3 separate regions of the Mus musculus genome follow, and all the other regions are linked to region 1. The links are chromatin contacts, called in public Hi-C and promoter capture Hi-C maps. All regions are on one chromosome and are shown on one strand. Each heading gives the region's core, a stretch centred on a gene start, on an enhancer-like site or on the middle of the called end of the contact. The rest is flanking DNA. Distances are from core to core; before and after follow the strand shown. Region 1 has its middle 42 kb from the start of Gm24382. Region 2 overlaps Mbnl1 (muscleblind like splicing factor 1). Region 3 has its middle 32 kb from the start of Mbnl1.

The links. Promoter capture Hi-C pulls out the DNA fragments that hold promoters and counts their contacts. A called contact is a pair of places that touch in the nucleus more often than the background predicts.
Region 2: a contact with region 1 is called in a Hi-C map of liver, with 2.6 times the contacts expected there. The contact joins two enhancer-like sites. A contact is called at or near these places in 2 of 15 datasets of contacts at CTCF or cohesin (large pre-B cells and pro-B cells), 3 of 484 Hi-C or Micro-C datasets (embryonic stem cells and liver) and 1 of 115 datasets of contacts at active chromatin or transcription factors (liver).
Region 3: a contact with region 1 is called in a promoter capture Hi-C map of liver, with 3 times the contacts expected there. The contact joins two enhancer-like sites. A contact is called at or near these places in 7 of 39 promoter capture datasets (3T3-L1-derived adipocytes, the C10 cell line, cranial neural crest and 4 more) and 2 of 115 datasets of contacts at active chromatin or transcription factors (CD8 T cells and DN3 thymocytes).

What each region holds. Positions count from the first base shown.
Region 1 is chr3:60,168,294-60,171,838 of GRCm38.p6, reverse strand. No RefSeq gene overlaps it. Among named protein-coding and RNA genes, the nearest start is that of Gm24382, 42 kb to the right of the region's middle. Within about 2 kb of position 1,993, at least 35 of the 459 cell types and tissues checked have an H3K27ac peak or open chromatin away from gene starts, as enhancers often do. A contact at or near this core is called in liver, where this site is marked.
Region 2 is chr3:60,607,490-60,611,034 of GRCm38.p6, reverse strand. The region is part of intron 4 of Mbnl1 (muscleblind like splicing factor 1); the gene reads right to left. Among named protein-coding and RNA genes, the nearest start is that of Mbnl1, 110 kb to the right of the region's middle. Within about 2 kb of position 1,949, at least 9 of the 459 cell types and tissues checked have an H3K27ac peak or open chromatin away from gene starts, as enhancers often do. A contact at or near this core is called in liver, where this site is marked.
Region 3 is chr3:60,467,643-60,471,187 of GRCm38.p6, reverse strand. No RefSeq gene overlaps it. Among named protein-coding and RNA genes, the nearest start is that of Mbnl1, 32 kb to the left of the region's middle. Within about 2 kb of position 1,592, at least 51 of the 459 cell types and tissues checked have an H3K27ac peak or open chromatin away from gene starts, as enhancers often do. A contact at or near this core is called in liver, where this site is marked.

The sequences.
Region 1 (3,545 bases), core at 744-3,243:
CCACAGACTTGACAACATTTTAAATAGAAAAACAGAAAATGTATAAATTGGGAAATTTAAAGATCAAAAACTATTAGAAGTACATCTTTAAACCAAAACAAACAACAAAAACAAAACAAAACAACAACAACAACAAAAAAAAACAAAACAAATCCAACCAACCAAACCAACAACAACAAAACAAAAACAAACACAAAGCACCCTTTATTGTCTTTTCTTATTTTTTATTTTTTCAGACAAGGTCTTTGACAGTTTACATTGTCAAGCAGCCATAATCTAGAGTCTCCTGGGAAGTCAATTTTAGAGGGTTCAGGTAGACAAAGTTTGCTTCAGTCTCTAGGGGACTCTCTTGGTTGTAGTGATTGATGTAGGAAAACTTGTTATTGTGGTCAACACCATTTCTTGGTTTGTGTTCTGGGACGTATAAAGGCAGAGAAAGTGAGATGAAATTAAAAAAAAAAAAGGTAAGAAAGAAAAGAAATTAGCTCTAAACTAGAGCTCTGGTCTGGCTGGCCAATGAGCATAGAGAATAGGCCTATGTCCGTGCACATCCCCATACGCAGTGCTGAGGCTGCAAATATCACCTCAGTACCAGGCTTTTGTGTGGGTGAAGCAGATCAGAACATGAGTCCTTGTAAGTAGATGGCAAGCTCTTTTCCAACTGAACTATCTCTCCACTACAGACTTCCACTTCTATATTCCTTGTTTTCCTGAGATATGGGGGAAGTGTTTTCATTATAAACTTATTATAAGCCAAAAAGTATTATATGAACCCAAATTCTAGGAAATATAATAAGATTCAATAATTATAAATGAGCCAGAACAAGAACTGTGCTCATATTTTCTCATTATTATTTTATCAAATCCTTCAAACATGCCACAATGATGAGACTATTTTACAGTATAAAACTACCAGAAAACTTATTTGTCATTAGCATTTAATTTCATTTACTGTACATATGTGCACTCATGCACACATACACACACATACACACACAAACACACACACATACACACATACATCCTATTCTTCTACATTATCAATTCAATACATTTTATTTTGTGATACATTTCAAAAGTAATAAAACTTTTCTGTATACTTTTGTGTATATCATTAATTAAATATTTAGATTTAGTGTGTATAGGATGCTTCAGACCCTCCCATAGCCCCACCCCACCCTACTCTGCCCTTTATTTACTAAAGTAAGTAAAATAAACATTTTTATTTACTTGTTTTAAATACTTGTGAATGCACAGAATTAAGTTCTGTCACAACAAATGAATGTGCCCTAATTAACATCCATATTGTAATGGTCTCAGAAACTGCCCCCTTTCTTTTCATGGTTAATTAATGCCCACTTTCATTCAGGGTGGAAAATGCTTTTCTGATTTCTTTGTATTTTCAATTACTAGAATTCTCTGTGAGGAGAATCACACAATCTGTATTTTGAGGTAAGATTTCATGCACTCAGCATAACGATTTTGAGGTCAGTCTGCATTTTTCCGTGTGTCAGCAATTATTTTTTCTTGCTATGATGTGGTGTGTTGTATGTCTCAGTCTTCTGAGGTGGCTTCTGAGGTATTTGCAGCATGTATCTACTTTGAATTGTTTGTATAGGAGTAGGATGATCCTGGGAACAGCTATGGTGACTTTTATTAACACAGTAAGCACTGTGATTTTGATTTTCAGGCATAAATCAAGGCACAAAGCAAGTTCAATAAAGAATGAATAAGAAGGGTAGCTGCTTGGACAGGCACTGGTCCTCATGGAAAAAGCTTTTCTTTTTAGCATCTTCAGAAGGGATGATACAGATCGGGTAACAATTTTCTGAACCCAGGGACATAAATCTTCTCAGCCCTCATAAATTGATCTTTGTGAGGTTTTATCCTGAAGAGCAAACTTTAGCAAAACAAGCAAGCAGGCAGGCAAGCCAACCCTGTCAAGGTGCTGCCAAATATGTGAAATCATGGGACACACATCATTCCAGTCCAGCTTCAGAGGCAACAGCAGCACAGTGGTGTGGGGGAAGGGCAGGGGGATGGGAATTTCTGAGACTTCCTGTACACACTGCCTTCTATCATCTGATCACTCAGAAGTTCTGGCTCTGGAGAGGCTTTTATCAACCAATTAGCAGAAACACCCAAAGCAGCTAGCCCACTTAACTGTTGGGTAAGTCTGTGGCCCCTTTGATGTTTGGCCTTGGCACACCAAGTGGTAATTCACAGAAAGATAAAAAGATTTAGGGCACTAAAAGACTATTCTTAGTAGATTAAAGCCTCGTTGCTAGTTCAATGACAAAGGTCTTTCAATATATATTTTCTTTCCCATCTAGAGTAAATATGCAGTCATCCTATGTAAATAATGAGAGAAAATTACAGCACCGGAGAGGAAGCCAATGAATGAGAAAGAGGTTAAATAACAGTCTAACGCTGAAGGAAAAGAACCTGTGTTTGCTAAGACAAATTTAATATCTTATTCCGACTCTTCCTTCATAAAAATTTTAAAAGTACCAGACATCTTCCCTATAAACCTTTGCTCCATTGGTGGCCCTGTAGTTACTGATTCTTGCGACCAATCCTTCTAACCTTGACTTCATTCTCTTTAGCCATAACAACAACAAAATGTCACCTAAAGGAAATTTAAGTGGAGAAACACAAGAAGACAGTGGATACTACTGATGTGAATTCCTTGAGAAGTGAACACAGTCTCTCTCTCTCTCTCTCTCTCTCTCACACACACACACACACACACACACACACACACACACACACACACACACAAACCTTGAAACTGGAACTGAAACTCAATGAGTGAGCTGCCCTGAGATATGTGAAGACCACTGAAGATGGACAACAGAGAAGGGATAAAAATAGACTTTAAATACAAGAGCTAAGAATGGGATATGGTGAGGGAATGTCAGACCTGAGGATGGCTGAGCAGGAAGAGGCCTTGAAGAGCCTTAGTAGTTTACAGAGGAATAGGGAAGAGGAGAGAAAGCTTGCTAAAAGATTTGTTACATTTCCTGTTATTTCTGTGTTCCTTGGAGGATAAATGTTAAAGCAGGTGCAACACACTTGTTTGTAGAGATTACTGGGTAGTTGATTAACTAGATAGTCTATCTGCTCTTTGTCCTGTGTCAACATAGACTCTTGCAGCCTTTGTTAATTGAAATGCTGATACCTTGGTAGATGGTGCAGTGCTTGTCAAATGTTTGAACCTAAGAACGTTAAATGTAGAAATAACTCTACCTTTGACAGAGATGATTTTAAAACAAGACAACTAAACAAAAACTTTTAAGTGCTTTCTATGAAGGGATAGTAAAATTTAGCATAGTTGTATTTTCTTTTATCTGGAAAGATTAAATACTTTGAAGGCTGTGTTCTGAGTTCCTTAACTCACTCTAATTAGTTGTCTTTGTTGGCAAGCAAGAATGTGAGCAAGTACGGGGACAGATGAAGAAGGAAAATGAAGCACATTGTTTAGCATAAATCTGCATGCTTCCCTGGAGTGTGCACTGCTGTTGTTTTGAGCAGTCTATGACACT
Region 2 (3,545 bases), core at 700-3,199, 440 kb before region 1:
TCTAAGAGTGAGCTGAAAGCAGAATACTTAACGCTATGTGTCGATCTTGCCACATTGACAGGAAGACCTTTGACCTAAAGACAGTGTATTTGTGAGTTCTGTTTGTGCATGTATGGTTTTCTACAGGTTAAGGACTGCTTGATGACAATTTACACTTCACTCTTTTGTGGAATGCACACAGGGGCTTTGTACAAATAGTTAACCAGAGCTGATAACTAGGAATCTACCCAGAATGCAATGGAAAAGCATCTTCTCCTAAGATTTTAGCATTCATTGGTCATTTTTGCTGCAGTTTTAACTTTGAGTTTAGGAAAATAGTGTAGGAGACAGCTTATTACAAAAGTTTAACTAGTGAGAGGCTTGCAAGAAAAGTCTGGCAGATATTAGATGTACTCTGGAATGTTGGAGACTGAATGAAGCCAACTTTAAAACACAGTCGCTCTTACAGTCACCACCAGCAGAAGGGTCTATCTGCAGACTGCTAAACAGCAGAAGGGTCTATCTGCAGACTGCTAAATACAGATTTGGTCTGTTTCTTTTTCTGAAATGCCGAGGAAACTTTAGTCTGAGTTTACCAATCTCATTCAAACAAGACAGAACTTTTAGATGTAGTCTACATTGGTAAATTAAGATTAAAAACTTTTTTCAATATATTTAATCTCATAATTTAAAACAGGGTGAGAACTTAAGAAACAGACACATTTAAAAAAAAAATCCAAGCAATGTTCTGACTATATTTTCCTTTTGTGCAGTTTTCAGTTTGCACAGACTTTTGCATGGCTGTGATCAGGGTACAACTTGGTTATCATTTTCAGAAAGCAATGCCTTACTTAACAGTTTCAACATTTTCATTTTCCTCTATGAGGTCAATGTCACCATTTCCGATTGCACCTCAGTTATCAAACACTGCACACAGTATGGATGACTCTTCAGTGGATCTAGAGATTATTTCCATTGCTTTCTTATTATGAATACTTTTGCAAAGGAAATATGACAATAGGCATTTTGGATAATTTTCTAATTTGAATATGTAGAAATAAAATTTGTAGGTCAAAAATTTAAAGTATTTCCTGTAGTTTGATTTTCTTAAACCTAAATTAAAATGATCAGTTACACTAAGCCATACACAAAATCAGATTCAATCAAAAAAGACTACTGTGTGTCTTACTCTGTGAACATTAAGTAGGCTATTTATACAGTGTAACAGGAAACCGATAAAAGTTGCTTTTAATATAAAATGTAGCATTTCCACTGCAATATTCACCAAAACATCATAAATTCTATCTCTCATACAACTTTTGTAGGATAATTATAAACTTTAGTCAATAGGAAAAAGCTGCCAATTTCCAAAGAAATGTGAATATGGAATGATAAATATTTTGGTTAAATAAATAGGATAGTATCAACAAGGCACAAAGAAGATGGAGTTTGCAATTTTGGAACTATTTCTTGTCATAGAAAGACATTCAGAAAATGAAACAATATCAACAGCAATTAAAACAGAAATACTAATTAGTGTAAAGAAAACAGCTTATAACACAGCACTCAAATCTATTTAATATAAGTAGTTCCACTGTTTAGTCTTTATTTTTAAAAATGTAACAAATATAATTGAAAACAATAGGAAGATTTCCATGTCTCATAAGGTGGTGACTGTTGGGGGTCCTGGGGAAATCACGTCAATGCTGGAACTCTAAAGCTGGACAGTTATTGCACAGCTTTTCAGAAGAGATCCTCTAGAGGGCGCATGTTTGTTTTTTACCACATCTGTGTAACAAACTCAGCAATATTTAGAGAATAACACTAAAAGTCAGGAATGGAAAAATAACCATAATGGTGGCCAGGGACTTAGTTGACCTTAATATTCTGGGATGTCAACAAGTCCCAAGGACTTCATTTCTATTAAGCTTATCATCACATGTTAGCCTTAAAAGTCATTCCTGGTGGTGAAATCTCTGGGGTGGCAAACACCTTTAACCTGTTTAATCCTTACACCCTAGGACAGAGGACAGAGGAAGGCACATCTCTGAGTGCAAAGCCTACCATGTTTACATTCTGAGTACCAGAGAAACTAGGGCTATGCAGTGAAACTTTGCCAATCAATCAATCAATCAATCAATCAAAATAAAAAAGTATTCTTGATAATCAGTAATTTGATTATGGCTCTAATATTTATTCTAAAAAGAATACAAGAAAAAAAATAAAAAGAAACTGCTTGTACTTCCATGAAATGAATTAAGTTTCCTAAGTTTAAAACTCTGGTGAACCTCATTGATCAATCATAGTTAAGTTATATTTATAATCACATTTTAATATAAAATATAAATTTTATATTTATAATCACTTAAATCACACATAAATTTTGATTTATTTTTCTAAAACAAACCAACCAAACAAACGAACAAAAACCCCAGAGAATCTGCTTATTTATTTAAATATCTTTCAGGATTTCTGTTAAGATCCAATGGGTATTTTTTTTTAAATTATAATGTGGGCATCATCATCTTTTAGTTCAGAAAGTACAACATACCTATATTATTATTCACACTGGGTATGAAATATACATCATTATATTGTGTACATGTATACATTTGTCATTTAACTACATATCTTTAAAGGTCAACTATGAGTGTGTAGGAATGACCAACATGTATTAAGTCCATTTCAGGGTTTCTGTCACTCTACGAAATGCTGCATAAATTCAAAAGAACAATAATTCAGGTACAGCATTAAAGTCATCAACATGTTAAAGCCTATAACTCTACAGATATTTTATTACTCTTTCAAAATAAGAGAAATTTAAACATTAATTTAAATGAAAAATTTGTGAAATAGTAGGAAATGAGTAGTCAAGCCAAAGTTGGTAATTACCTTATATTAAAATAATTTACAAGTTAAAAACTTTTGTTTTGGACAAACTTAAATTAATTATAAAAATTAATAACTGACAGGGAAATAGTATTAAATATTTAAAAGAAGCTTGAATATACTTTGAAGAGATATTATATAGCTAATCTATGATTTAAAAATTGTATTCTTTTAAAATGTCTTTAATTTTTTAACGATATTAAAGTATTAGACAAGAAGTGGCAATGTATCCTCTACAAAAATACAAACTAAAAGGAATTGACTGATAAGCTTTTCCTGTTAAAAGCATTTGTTGGATCCCAGAAACACACACACACACACACACACACACACACACACACACACACACCAAGATAAAGAGTTGCTGCGTTTTTAATCTTAGTGAATATAAAGCCTTTTATTTTTAATTAAGTGTCCATGTGTGGGTTTGCACACATGAATGTAGAGCCCACAGAGGCTATAAAAGGGCACTAGAATCCCTTGGACTTGGATTGGCAGGCAGTTGTGAGTCACATGGGTCCTCTGGAAGACGAGTAAAAGAGCTTAAGTGGAGAACCATCAATAGCTGGGGACTTTTGCTTTAATATAATACTAAATTCATTAAACTCACTAAAATACCAATCTATATATTCTTGTTTCTTCTATGTGGCTTTCAAATAATACTCTGTGTCCAAGTC
Region 3 (3,545 bases), core at 343-2,842, 300 kb before region 1:
TGTGAATATAACATCAGAATCATTTAGGCCTATAGGCCCAGTCTTACCTCCTCAGCACCTGTGGATATAGTAGTGTCCCCTCATCTATGGGTTCTCTGACTAAAGTTTCAATTACAAGTGTCTAGCCACAATTCAAAAACATTATGTGGAAAACTATGGAAATGATACATTGTGATGGTTTAAATAGGTATGGCCCTATGAACTCATGTGTTTGAATGCTTAGTGATAGGGAGTGACACTATGAGGATTATGTGTGGCCTTGTTAGAGGAAGTGTGTCACTGTGGGGGTGGGCTTTGATATCTCCTATGCTCAAGCTATACTTAGTGTGGCACACAGTCTCCTGTTGCCTGTGGATCAAGATGTAGAACTCTCAGCTTCTTCTCTAGCATCATGTCTGTCTGCTTGCATGCTGCGATGCTTCCCACCATGAAAATAATGGACTGTAAACCTCTGAACTATAAGCCAGTCCCAACCAAATGTTTTCCTTTACAAGAGTTGCCATGGTCATGGTGTCTCTTTACAGCATAAAACCCTAACTAAAACAGATATATAATTTTAAGTTGCCAGAATTCTGTGCATGATGAAATCCCATGCCAGACTCCCTCTATGTGCCTAGTGGACCCACATTGTGCGCACTACCTACCCACAGTCAATTATTATCTACTTTGGTTCTTAGTAGCCCTGCCACACTGTCTTAGGACCTGTACTCAAGTAACCCTGTTTTACTTGATAACGACCCCAACATTCTAGAATAGTGATGCTCTACCCACTTTAATGTACCAAGAGAAGCCATGAAGGACTCCCTCAAAAGGAAAAGGCGAACACTCTTGGCAATTCAAGAAGAAAATAGATCTCATGGTGATGTAATTAATGTTCATGGTAAGGACACAGAAAACACTCACTGGCATAAGTAGGGTTTGGTGCCAATTGTTCTCATGCTTCTACTGTGAGAAAATCTTGAAATATTACCATTTTAGATAATGGGTGGACCACAGAAGTTACGTCTCTTTCCTGACATCAGTACTCTGTCTCTTCTGTCTAGAAGATGAGCATTTATGCTTCTGTGCATTTATTTTGGTGACTATGCTTGAGGTTTTGCCAGCTTCCCAACTTTTGCTCTGGCTAACTAATCCAGCCTACTGCTCTCTTTTTCTTCATCTGAATTTTTTGAGGTAATTACCAACACTGTTTCCTCGTGTCTTTCTTCTATGTTTGTATCAAATGTAACATAGATTTCACCATTTTAGCATGTTATCTGTACCTTCTGAAGCCATCAAGTGCATCCACATTTTTGGAACCTTTAGCTCTTAGCCTTCAGGACTTTCTCATCTATGAACACTGAACAACAACCTGCCCTCCCTGTGCTCCCTAGCAACCACTATTCTATTTCCAGGACTTGACTATTCTAGGTACTATACATAAATGGACTCACATGGTCTTTGCTCTCCTGTGTCTGGTTTATTTCATTTAGGTTCATAAGTGTCTAGCCTCTGTCCAAGTTACCTTCTTTTCTCAAGTTTGGCCAGAGTTCTGCTGTGTGAATATGCCACATTTTGTTCATCTGTCAGGGGACAGTGGGTTGTTTCTTCCCTTGGGGGGTTATGGAGGGTGCTGACCTACACATTGTTGTGCAAGTATCTGGTTGAGCCTCTGCTTCCAGTTCTTTTTGATACACACACACACACACACACACACACACACACACACACACACACACAAAATGATACATCCTCTATTGCCACGGTTAATGTTGGGAGGAAGTGGAACACTATTAAGTTTATTCGTGTCACACTGTCCTTCTGCATTTGTATTCTTGCTTCCTCTTATTCACCAAGTCTCCTTGTTAGTCAGGAAATGAGCTCTGTCACCAAACTGCAAACACATTAAAGGCTTCTCTTGCCATCACTTTTCAGCACATGCCCTCTACTGACCACTTCCTCTCCCTGGAAGTTGAGTTTCCATTCTGGGCTTCCTCCTCGCCTTCTCTGATTTTCTCATAGGAGCTTCTAGCTGTGTAAATGTTAGATACTGCTTTTTCTCATAATTTAGTCTGATAAATTGTCTCATCACACTGTATTTTCAACATGTTTCTACTTGAAGTTTCCATTAGCAAATAGTAACCAATTCTTAATCTTTCCCTTCAGAATGCATGTTTTCCTGGAGAAGTTTTGATGATACATCCTCTATTGCCACGGTTAATGTTGGGAGGAAGTGGAACACTATTAAGTTTATTCGTGTCACACTGTCCTTCTGCATTTGTATTCTTGCTTCCTCTTATTCACCAAGTCTCCTTGTTAGTCAGGAAATGAGCTCTGTCACCAAACTGCAAACACATTAAAGGCTTCTCTTGCCATCACTTTTCAGCACATGCCCTCTACTGACCACTTCCTCTCCCTGGAAGTTGAGTTTCCATTCTGGGCTTCCTCCTCGCCTTCTCTGATTTTCTCATAGGAGCTTCTAGCTGTGTAAATGTTAGATACTGCTTTTTCTCATAATTTAGTCTGATAAATTGTCTCATCACACTGTATTTTCAACATGTTTCTACTTGAAGTTTCCATTAGCAAATAGTAACCAATTCTTAATCTTTCCCTTCAGAATGCATGTTTTCCTGGAGAAGTTTTGATGTTACAAAGTCCTAGGTGTTTCCATGTAATGTGGAAGAAAATAAAATCAAAGATCTGCTTCTATTATTCATTAAGCAAGGCAACCATTATTTCTGTGACATTTCCTCATCTGTAAGGGGGGCCTTAAATATTCACCTAAAAATATTATTGGAAGGTTACAAAACAAAAGGTACGTTCTTAAGGATTGTAATATAACATAAAGACAAAAAGTCCACTCAAATTCTCTCCATTGTTTTGCTACCCATGATGTAAGTTGTGTGATCAATTGGATATGCATATCTTGGTTTTAGCCATACCACTCAGAGCATAACCTATGTTGTGTATTGTGTATATTTGATCCCTGTTATTCATTTCTTATCAAATTTTATCTATAAACTCATATTATATAACAAATTAAATTGTTTTGTGAGATTATTTAAAGTAACTTAAAACATCACTGCATGCTTTTGCACTTTACACCATAATATGAAGATATTTCTAAGATGTGTGTGTGTGTGTGTGTTCATATGTGGACATTTTTGTATAGATATACATAAATGGTTACATATTGGTTAACAATGTATGATTTACTCAATACCTTTCTACCTTACCTTTTGACAAGGTCTCTCACTGAACCTAAAGCTAACTGATTAAGCTAGAGTAGATGGCCTGGAAGCTTCAGTGACCTTGGTCCCCAGTGCTAGGATTACAGGTCCATTCATCTCCTTGTACATGGGATTTTATCTCTGGGTGTTGAGTCTTGCCAGTTTGCAGGATAAGCACTTTACCAATTGAGTCCCCAATCCCTGCAAAACATAATTAGAATGAATTTATATATGGAATTCCTTCATTGACTGAACTTTACAACTCAAAACAGTGCCAAAGACAGGAACAGAATCATGAAGGCCTCCCTTCTTTCTCCCAGCCAGGTATTGGAAAAA